Regions from separate parts of the Zea mays genome. Here region 2 is linked to region 1. A link is a contact called in public Hi-C data. All regions are on one chromosome and are shown on one strand. Each heading gives the region's core, a stretch centred on a gene start, on an enhancer-like site or on the middle of the called end of the contact. The rest is flanking DNA. Distances are from core to core; before and after follow the strand shown. Region 1 holds the start of LOC100192897 (Actin-depolymerizing factor 4). Region 2 holds the start of LOC100191634.

Region 1 (5,694 bases), core at 795-3,294:
AGCTTTAACCCCTGTCATTGATTAGCCTTACACATCACATGAACTCCCACCTTTGTGAGTTCATGTCCACTGGCTCCCCACAACTTGTTGAGCTATGATCATGTGTGAGCTCACCCTTGCTGTCTCACCCCCCCACAGGAGAAGAGCATGTGGTTCAGGAGGAGCCACAAGGCGAGGAGTATGATCTGATCTAGGTGGTGTTTCTCAATTGACATTGGCGCCGACGATCCTTAGATTGTTTTATATTTATTATTTTATTTTGTAATAAGTCTTCCGCTATGTAATAAATACTCTGATTATTGTGACATTTATCTCTATACACTATGTTATTATATATGTTGTCTTCTTGGCGCATGTATGAGATGCACCTGGCTTTGTTCCTTAACGCCAGGTGTGACACACTAAAGAACGCGGGTTTTTGTTTGATGTAAGTTTAGCCTTTGCTACTTCCTTGTAAATGCGTGTGTCGGCTAGACCACCCGAATATTTGAAATAGGACCCCCAACTTTATCAGATCCGTTCTTGCTTGTTATCTTGTCCTTGCTTGTTCTCGATTGCTTGCAGGTTCAAGACTGTTCTTGGTATGGCAAAAGCAGCAACAACAGGAGCTAGTGTAACTATCGCTAAGGTGCAGCACCTTTGTGGTTATTGTAGTCGGATAGCACAACGTCGACCTCCACCCCCAAATCGTAGTTATCAGGAGAAGGTGTACCTGTCGCTCAAGGCGCCACACCATCTTGGTTGTGGTAGTCGGGCAGCCAACGTCGTTCTCCAACAAGTTTTCCACCTCCATCATCTCTCATCGAAAGATTGGACACCATTCTACCCGTTGGGTTTATCAAGGCCCAACAAGAGGTGCACAGGCCCTGAGTAGGTGAATTAAGCCCATGGCCATGTATCGTTGCTCTAATATATATACGTTGTGGGCAGACAGAGAGTTATGTTTTTGGTTGTATGAACTAAGACAGCGGCGACGATCCGATGCGATCGTCTCTCGAGTCGATCGTACATTCCACCCACCATAATTACCCGAATTCGATTTGAGTGTTGTCGTGTTGCTCGATTGCTAACACCCTCCCTCCTCGAACAGCGCCCGACATCTCTTAAGGTAGTGTTTGGTTCTGGAGTTAGGTGGGGTGGAGTCGTTCCATTCTACTTTTTGTGTTGTTGAGTTGTATTCCGGTTGAAGCAGAGTGGCTCAAATTCTAGAATATACCCTTGAGATGCGGCATCCCGTGGCTCCTCAAAATTAATCGGATTTGGCTGCTCGTGAGCCGAGCCTCCCATTCCCATCCCATCTCTTCCCTGATGCTCGACATAAGCTCACCCAAGTTTGTTTCAATTTTCTTCTATAGATAAATTACTTGGGGCAGTTTAGAATTTGCACGTTGTTTATGTGAGACTACGTCTATTAGCTATTTCTTAATTATAAAACTCAATGCCTACTGATATGTATGATATAAGTATGTTTTTATTGATCATTGAGTTAACATATGAGAAACGAAAAAAAATATACTCTATTTTGTATTTATCAACCAAATATTAGATGAAGTCATTGTAAAATTAAATTATCAAACATAGAACAGAGTGACTTTGTTATCAAAATCTATAATGGAGCCATTTCATCTAAATGAGCACCAGAACCGAACACTGCTCAGAGTTCCAAGACAAGGTGTCCCGGCCCAATGAGTCGCCTGCAACTGTAATCGAGTGGTTGGGCTTGGGCCCGAGGGCCTATCGGCCATTCATCATCACCGTCTCTCTTTGCCTGGGCCGCTCCAATGTGACATGACCTGATGTGACGCGACGTGATACGATCCCACCGCGCGGCGCGGAGCACACGGGTGGCTAGTAGTGTAGTAGGGCCGGCAGGGCATCTTTTCTGTGGGCCTGTGGCTGGTGCAGGGAGAGAGATGAGGTACCGGCGCTGAGTCGCTGACGGGTGGGGCCCGGGTCGGTGCCGAAGGAGGGGGTGGGGTGGTGGCGCGTCCATCCCACGCGACTCTCCCACACAAATACCATCACCTTCGCTACCATTGCTTCACCATCACCACCACCCCGCGGCTGCAGCTCAGCAGCTCCAGACCTCACCAGAGGCACCTACCACACCGCCCGCCGCCGATCCCGTCACCCGTCTCCTCCCCGCTGCGGAGCGTCTCCAGCCCTGCCCGGTGCCCGCCCAGATGGTAAGCACGCGGCACCACACTTCACCTCCAGTCCTGTTCATCGGCTATGCGATCTGCATTTTCGTTTGCTCGATCGACGGATCTGCCATGCTCTTCTTCTTCACCTCCCTCGTCTTCGTCTCCACTGCCTCTGAATCTTGTTTCGCCTCCTCTCCCCCGGGTTCTGCAGGCAAACGCGGCGTCAGGGATGGCCGTGGACGACGACTGCAAGCGCCGGTTCCTGGAGCTCAAGGCCAAGAGGACGCACCGCTTCATCATCTACAGGATCGACGAGAAGAAGAAGATGGTGGTGGTGGAGCAGGTGGGCAAGCCCGTGCTCGGCTACGACGACTTCGCCGCCAGCCTCCCCGCCAACGAGTGCAGGTACGCCATCTTCGACTACGACTTCGTCACCGAGGAGAACTGCCAGAAGAGCAAGATCTTCTTCATCGCCTGGTACGCCACGTCGTTCCTCGCCGCTGTCCAGTCCACCCTGGCTTTTGAAGTGCTCGCCACTCACGGACGCAGTTGCATGATGTGTGTGAATGAAGGTCTCCTGACACGGCGCGCGTGAGGAGCAAGATGATCTACGCCAGCTCCAAGGAGAGGTTCAAGCGGGAGCTGGACGGCATTCAGGTGGATCTCCAGGCCACCGACTCCGCCGAGGTTGGCCTTGACGTCATCCAGGGCCGTGCAAGCTGAGGATGCCCAGCGATGAACTGCCCATGCCAGAGGATGTATGAGCATCATCAGTTCAGATGAGAACTTGACTGGGCGGGCTATGTAAAAACTGCATCCACCGCAGTGATGAAATCAATCTAATCAATCTACCACCCCCTTCAGCGTGCGTGTTCTTGCTACATATCAACAACAGCATTATGATGGTGGAATTCTGGTAATCAGAATTTCTTGATGATCCATGGCACTTTTTGCCTTGTGCGACCTCAGGACCTGGTTGAAGGATATGCAGAGGTTGAAGTTTGAGCATGACTTCTCAGCGGTTGAAAAAGACACAAAGTCCAGAACATAAAATTCCAGCAAATCAAACATCATTAGGCAGTGTATAACTTGAGTTCAGAACATCCATAACTTCTCAGAAGAGTCCAGGTTAAACCGTTAAGCAAAGCCATGGACTGAGGATAGATATGTCTGACGACCAAAACATACAGAACACATAGTCTGTCCAAAAATTATTGTTCCAAAACACTAGGCGAGCTCTCAAACGCACACAACGACGACGAAAAAAAACAGCATGCTGGGTTTATTTATACACATCCCGTCCATCATATTTACAGAACTGAGGCACGCCTCTCAGGAAGCTTCGGCGGTCGAGAAGTGCATCTTAGCAACAGACTCGCGCAAGAAGCTGCTTCCACAGTTGGCTTCCTGGCTACCCATGCTGTAGTCCATGATCCCGGCCTCATGTTCGCTGAGATCGTCTGCTGGAGACTGGCCACCAGTGGTGCTAACGCCTTTCGGCCTAACAAGTTCACAGTGTGTAAAATCAACGGAATGCGTCACATGCTCACAGAGACAAAATAGCAGTAAAAAATACGCTAGCAAAACATACCCGATACCAGGAACCTGCGGTGCAGATGGATTCTGGGCAGAACTCTGTTGTTGGTTCTTCTTCGACTTCCCCTTCTGCCTCTTCTTCTGTTTGTTCTTCTCCTTCTTGCGGTGCTTTGACCGGCGCTGATAGCTGTTGGTCACTGAATGGCATACCGATGTCACAGGGGGGTCGTACACATCAGGAGCCCACTTGACATGGCGGTTTTCACTTGGTGATGATGCCACTCCGTTCTTTTCACGACCTCCTTTCATGGCAGAGACCAGCTTCAAAGTTGGCTGCTGGCACAGTAAAGTAAAGAAGGCGGTCAATAATTTGCCGTTAAGCGACATAAATGACCACAGAAGCCTTAATGTCACAGCAGTTGTCAAACAAAGCTCCAGAGAGCAAATAGTGAATGTCCGACAACACGTCAAGGGGCATAAACCGGTTGGTTCACATCAACGAAAAAGGAACCGTTAGTTGTTTTTGCTGCCAAATTGCCAACTATTGTCTGGCATGCATGAATAGCAGATCAATATTCAATACAAAAGCATACCAGTACACTTTAGGTGGTAAATACAGTTTTGCAGTACCATACGTAAATAAGCAAATCAATAGATTTAGTTCACACATATTTATCGCCAGGCTTGTTATACCTTTCTTCAGTTACCAGTTACAAGATTATAGCCGAAGCAAGGGACGCCAAGTCAAGGCCTCAAGGGCAGCTTCAAACAAATACAAACTCCTTTTTTTCTTGGAAAAAGAAAAGATAATCAATAAAGAAAGATGATCTGGGACGCTCTGGCATAGCATGGCTGCCAGTTGCTAATATGGCCACCTGCTGGCCCTATATCTTTTAAGCTTTAACCTCCAAACAATCAGTTAACACAGATCATAGAATACAACCATGCATCTTTAAATTACTTCAAAACATTATTGCATTCTGAAAGGATGCATCTAATTTTGTATGGGCATGAGTGAATCATGGCTACAGACAGGAAAGCAACCACCAATCAAATTTGATTACTTCAAGCATCTAGCTTAAAACTAAAAAGCTCTAGTTGGAATCCAGCCTGTTGTCAGATTCTGACAATAAGATGGTTGCTTCCCGTGAACGAAAAAGGCAATATGAGCAGTTTGTGCTGCTAAAATGCCAACTATTGCCTGCCATGCATGGATAACAGATCCGTAAAGAAGCATGCCAAGACATAACCGGTAATACAGTTTTCAAGTACCGTTACATAAACAAGCAGATCAATAGATTTAGTTCACACATGTATTTATCACCTGGAATGTTAAACATTTCTTCATTACCAATTAAAGTATTGGAGCAAGCTTTCAATTCACATGCAAGCTTCCCATATAGCCAAATTAAGAACAAACAATTAATTACATTTGGACAGCGAATGTCAGGTCATGTGCAACTTTAAACAATTGGAACTGAGGGTTTTGTTGAAGATAATCAATAAAGAAAGAAATACTAATATGGTGAGTTTGTGTTCAGCTTTAGCCAGAAAACACTCAGTCAACACAACAAAACCAGGATGTCTTTCAATTAGTTCAAAGTATTATTGCATTCCAAAAGGTTGTTGCTAATTTTGTATGAGCATGACAAACTGGAAAGCAAATATGAACCTGATTTGATTAGGCATTAAGGCTGCTAGCGAACACTAAAATAACCAAGATGGAGTCCATCTATTACTTTGATCATACATAATGATCGCAACCAAAAGATCTCATTCAAGTACACAGAGCGTATGACTTATTTGTAGAACTTTAAGTACAATCGCAATCATTTAAGACAAATGGTAAAATAATTTAACATGAGGTACTCACAGGTAAGGACACAGATCGCCCATAGGCAGGAGCACACGTGAGCTCGTCACCTACATGGCAGCATGAACAATCCTCCTGCTGAGGCTGACCAGATGAGGGTGGGAACGTCGCACACTTCTGGAGGCCTTTCTTCACCTCCAA
Region 2 (5,528 bases), core at 2,620-5,119, 350 kb before region 1:
GAATGAGATAAGTAGGTAAGGGTTGTCCATTTCTATCTAGGTTTCGTCCTACAGTCAACATTTCCTCTGATACCACTTGTAACACCCGGTTTTAAAGGACAAAGCCGGGTGTATCTCATACATGCGCCAAGAAGACAACATATATAATAACAGAGTGTATAGAGATAAATGTCATAAAACATCAGAGTATTTATTACATAGCGGAAGACTTATTACAAAATAAAAGTGTAAACATAAAACGAACTAAGGATCGTCGGCGCCAATGTCAACTCAGAAACGCCACCTAGATCAGATCGAACTCCTCAGTGTTAGGCGGCTCCTCTTCGACCACCTGTTCTTCTCCTGTGGGGGGGTGTGAGACAGCAAGAGTGAGCTCACATACGTTCATCGCTCAACAAGTTGTGGGGAATAATGTGGCATAAACTCACCAAAGGTGGGAGTTCATGTAGTGTAAGGCTAATCAATGGAATAAAGGCTGAGGCTGAGCATTGCTTTTATAAGTTGGTCAAAATTTTATTAGCAATTACTAAGTGTAAGTAAATACCAAACCTTAATAATAATAAAGAACAATAATAGTAAAATAATCCCAAATGCGATGCAAATGTCAAATTGAATTTAAGTTCCATATTTAATCATGTGAGGGTCCGAGCCGCTCATGACCGTGAGCACGGCTAGTATACTAGTTTTACACTCTGCAGAGGTTGTGCATCTTTACCCACAAGTCGTGTATCCCATGTCGCCTGGGTTTGCAAGGCCCTTAGACACTACCGAGGTGAATGGCTAGGGATCCACTACGAGGCCTTTACAAAGTTCCACTAGCTTCCGAAAACCCGCTACAGTTTATAGGAAGATCCAGTACAGGGTTCCTGGCTGACAGCCATCGCAGCAAAATCAACCAGGGACCTCCCCGCACTGACCTCTCCCCTACTGCCCTTGCCCCTTTCGGGTAAGGTAGTCTTCCACTAGCTTTCCTAGTTAGTCAGCCAAGGGCGTCCCATTAAACCCTTGTGGTAGCACTGTTTTCCCGGGTGGTTCTCCATGTTCCCATTAATTTAATGATCTTAACATGAACAATAATAATAACAAGTTAATAACAGCATAATCATGAATAGTGTATCTCCATACCCAATCCACATAAAGCAATAGCAAGTACTACCCAAAAATATTTCAGGGGTGAACAAGGTATAGAGGTAATCAAAACTGGGGTAACATAAAGGCTCCCATCAAAATTATCCTATGCAGATCATTAAAATTAATAAGAACATGGCTGGGAAAGTAAGTGATCAAGGGCACAACTTGCCTTCAATGAGCTCCTGCTCAGCTACTTCTACTTGTTGAACCTCAGTTTCCACAGTGGCTTGCTCGTCTACTCGCATCAACACAATACATACATAGTATAGCCAAAATCAACATCACACCAAGCATGTAAATAAAATATGCAGTAAAAATCTATACATTAAAATGAGACCATAGGAACTGGAATCATTAAATTTGGAATTATAGATTTCAAGTTATGAATTTCCTAAGATTTAATGTGCCTGAAATAGGGTTAAATGATAAATAAATTTTCTAACAGAGTTCATGTCAAAACAGAGACACTAAATGGTAGAGAATATTATTACAAAATTTTAGAAATTGGAATGGTTCAATTTGGACTAAAAATGGATTTTCTATGATTTATACAAGTTCTAGATTTGTTTTTGTATTAAAAATCTATTTTTCAATTACCTTTCTCTGATTTTATAATACTCAGGACTACGCGTCATTTACTAAGAAACACAGGGGCTAATTTGAATAATTCACCAGACTCAGTGAATAGCGCCCCCAGGACGGCGGGTTTATATCCTAAAACTACAGGGTTTCTTTAGTAAAGTTGACCCGCGAAGGGGTATCGCGCGTCCATAACCGTCAGATCTAACTCAACGCACCAGATTAGATCTTACGCGCAGTGAACCGGTACGCCATCTAAACCGTTAGATCCAGATCTAACGGCCACGAGTTCAAAACTACGCGATCCCATTACGAACGTCCATCCACAATCGGACGGCACAGACAACGCTCAACCAGCGATATAATCGGGACCGTTGATCCATTGATCAACCGTCCACATCCCATCGTCCTCCTCCGACCAAATCCCCCCCAAATGCCCGACGGCGGCGAGGATCACCACCGGCGGTCCAAATCTCCGGTTCGGGGGCACCAAACATAAATTAACTTTTGCTACACGTTGCGGGTATGAAAGCGGGTTTGGGCGAGGGTTTCTTACCGGGAATTGCTGGCACAAGCGAGTTGTCCACGGTGAGCTGCGGGCGGAGGTGGAAGCGCAGCGACGGCGAGCAATCGCCGATGAAGCAGTCAATCAATTGTTGCGCTTGGTGCTCGGTGAGTATCGGCGGTGTCCCCCGAAGGCCCTAGACCCCTACCCGGAGCTCGGGTGGCGTGTATGGCTCAAGTTAGCGACGGTGGAACACAGGGCTCCGCGGCGGATGGTGGCGGCGAGTGGTGTTCGGCGTATGCAACGACACAGGAAGGTTTAGGGGAAAGGGAAGGGAGAGCGCAACCGTTATATGGTCCGTGGAGGTGCCCGGCTAGCAACGGCGTCAACGGAAAAAGGGGAGAGGGGCTCGCCGGTGAACTCGCGTTTTCTGTTGAGGGGGAAGAGCGAGCGCCGCCAGGGCGGTCCCACGCATCAGTGAGATGCAGAGGAAGCGTGCGGTGATAGCGACTGACGTGTGGGGTCGAGCTGTCGGCACTTCCCCCCCGATTGATGGGCCGCGCGGGATATTCCCCCGGTGGGCCGAATTCGGGTACCAGGCCCGATTAGCTGGGTTTTGGTTTATTCTTTTCTTTTCTTTTTTTCTTTTCTCCATTTTCAAATCCAATTGAATTCAAGTTTGAATTCAAACTTGATGGCTCATCATTTACACTGTATTTGTATAGTTAACAGTAATAAGTTTAAGGATATCTATGTTTTTATATTTTTATATCATTTCTCTTTTTCTTGTTTTCCAAACCCTAGAGTTTAATTTAGGGATTTAATTTCCCATTGGTGTATTAACATAATTATTATTTTTGTTTACCATATTTTTACATCATCACAAAATGCACACAAAGTAAGATCCAACATGATGCACAGGTTATTTAGGTGTTCTTGGTTCTAATTACCCACTTTTAACTAGTGTTGATCACATGCAATGAATAGTAGAGGCCACAAACTAATGAGTTTATCTCTATCCACTTTTATTACACTTTTGAGTATTACAATATTTCAATTACTAGTTGGCTTGATGGAAAAACCTAAGACTACATAAATTTATTGTGAGCTAAACTTTTACAAATTTGAAATGACAGCAATATACTATTTAACACGGTATTTTCTATTGTTTATGTTGTATCTTCACGTACTCAATAGATGCTTAGCCATAAAGTACGCTTTTTTTTGTTTAGATCCCTACTTGCTTGAAAAATCGTTCTTCGTGTCTGTCTCTAGAAGAAAAAAAAACTGAAAAATTCAGCCAGATTTCATGAGTTTGATAATTGTAAGAGTGGCCGAAAAAATAATACCGAAATTTAAAACCCCGGACAAATGAGGTGTTTGTGTTTGTTTCATAGGAGATGTAGGCAACCACAAACCCGCGTGGCCGCAGCTGTCTCTAGTACCCGTATCCGTTACGGTGCTGCGCGGGCAGGCGATGACAGGTGGGCCCTCGCGCGCGGTGCACGCAACGCCGCAGCCGTGGGCTGGGCTGGCCGAGGCCGACCCAGCGCTGACTCAGCCGGCGCCCCCGCACCACCACCACCCATCGTGTTCGAATTACCCCCTTACTGCAAAATCCAGTATTTAAGCGCCGCGGAACACTCTTCGAGATTATCATAATTCTCTTGAGAGGAGGAGAAGAGAGGAGAGGACAGCACCGGACCCGCGACAGAGAGGGAGAGGCAGAGGCAGCCAGAGGCGGAGGATCCGGAATCAACCTCGCCGGCGGCCGCCGCGGTGATGCCGGTGGGGGAGTTGGCTGCGCGGCCAGGCGGCGCCATGGCGGCGGCGGCCGTGGGAGGGGACGACGCTGTCGTCATGCAGCTGGCCGCCGCCGAGGGCGAGGAGACCGTCATCACCGTCAACTGCCCCGACCAGGCCGGCCTCGGCTGCGACCTGTGCCGCACCATCCTCGAGTTCGGCCTCCGCATCACCCGCGGCGGTACGTCCCGCCGCCCGCCCTTCTATTCTATCTCGCTGCGGTGATGAAACTCGATTTAATCCAATCCAACCGCGCCTCCATCCCCCCCCCCCCCCCCCCCCCCCCCCCCCCGATTCCTTGTCTCGCCTGGGTTCGATCGCGACTGTTCGTTGTGGAGTGGAGTCGCGCCATCAAAGATTTCTTTTCCTTCTTCTTCCAGTACCCCCCTCCCCCTTTCCAGATTTCTCGCCCCATCGATCGATTTGGGTGTACAGCTCACCGGCGCCATCTCTTTTCTTTCTAGTCCCATCGTTATCTGTCCGCTCCGCTCTTCTTTCCGCTTCTAGAACGGAAATCCTCAAGTTTCCCTTTTCTTTTTGCACTGCCAAGACGCCCACCAATCTTGCTACAGTTCATGTCGTCTCCTTAATCATTACAAAACTAACCAGTACTGATACCTATGTTCCCCGTGCCGTACATCCCGGCAGTTTGCAACTCACATGCTTGTCCTTTGGTCCTTGTGTAATTTTGCAGCCAAGAATTCTGCGAACCTGGAACCCTTCGTTGTCGTCGACTAAAATTCGATTCTTGTGTATGTGTGTGTGTGTGATTTTAGCAGACGTGTCTACGGACGGCCACTGGTGCTTCGTGGTGTTCTGGGTGGTGCCCCGCTCCTCGTCCATCAGAATCCGGTGGGCGAGCCTCAAGAACCGGCTCATGTCGATGTGCCCTTCCTCCTACTCCATCCCGTTCTACCCGGACATGAGCCAGCCGGGCCCCTCGCAGTTCTACCTCCTCAAGCTCTTGTCACCGGACCGCAAAGGATTGCTGCACGGTAACTACTATATATACGACCATCTATCTCTTCATTTCATGCCTCATCAAGCGTTTAACAGCCTTTGTGCCGTGTCATCCGCAGATGTGACGCACATACTATCAGACTTGGAGCTTATAATCCACAGAGTGAAGGTGTCGACGACGCCGGACGGAAGAGTCGTGGACCTCTTCTTCATCACCGACGGCATGTAAGGGCATTCACTAGCTCCAGTTCTCCACATGCCGCACCGCCGCAGCAATCCAGAGACATGACTGGCCACGTTCGTCCTTTCTCTCTCCGAATGAAGGGAGCTGCTGCACAAGAAGGAGAGGCAGGAGGAGACCTGCTCGACGCTAATCGCTGCCCTGGGCCCTTCCATAAGCTGCGAGGTTCTGTCGGCGGAAGGGTTCCAGCAGGGATTCTCCTCTCTCGCGCCGAAGATCGCCGAGGAGCTGTTCCGGGTGGAGCTAGCAGGCGACGGCGAGATGTGCTCGAGCTCGCTTATTAGCGCAGAGCTGAAGAAGGTCCAGACT

Evidence for each region. A called contact is a pair of places that touch in the nucleus more often than the background predicts.
Region 2: a Hi-C map of tassel shows a contact between it and region 1, with 3 times the contacts expected there. The contact joins the promoter of LOC100191634 here to the promoter of LOC100192897 in region 1. A contact is called at or near these places in 4 of 25 Hi-C or Micro-C datasets (bundle sheath, ear, leaf and 1 more).

What each region holds. Positions count from the first base shown.
Region 1 is chr6:43,776,223-43,781,916 of Zm-B73-REFERENCE-NAM-5.0, reverse strand. LOC100192897 (Actin-depolymerizing factor 4) reads left to right here and starts at 2,044. Exons shown (of 2, transcript NM_001138085.1): 1 at 2,044-2,186; 2 at 2,356-3,007. The coding sequence starts at 2,184. The coding sequence ends at 2,739. LOC100274856 (BRI1-KD interacting protein 130) reads right to left here. Exons shown (of 4, transcript NM_001149118.3): 2 at 5,554-5,694; 3 at 3,736-4,013; 4 at 3,284-3,645. The coding sequence ends at 3,477.
Region 2 is chr6:44,126,973-44,132,500 of Zm-B73-REFERENCE-NAM-5.0, reverse strand. LOC100191634 reads left to right here and starts at 3,869. Exons shown (of 6, transcript NM_001359668.1): 1 at 3,869-4,199; 2 at 4,798-5,013; 3 at 5,098-5,203; 4 at 5,303-5,528. The coding sequence starts at 3,998.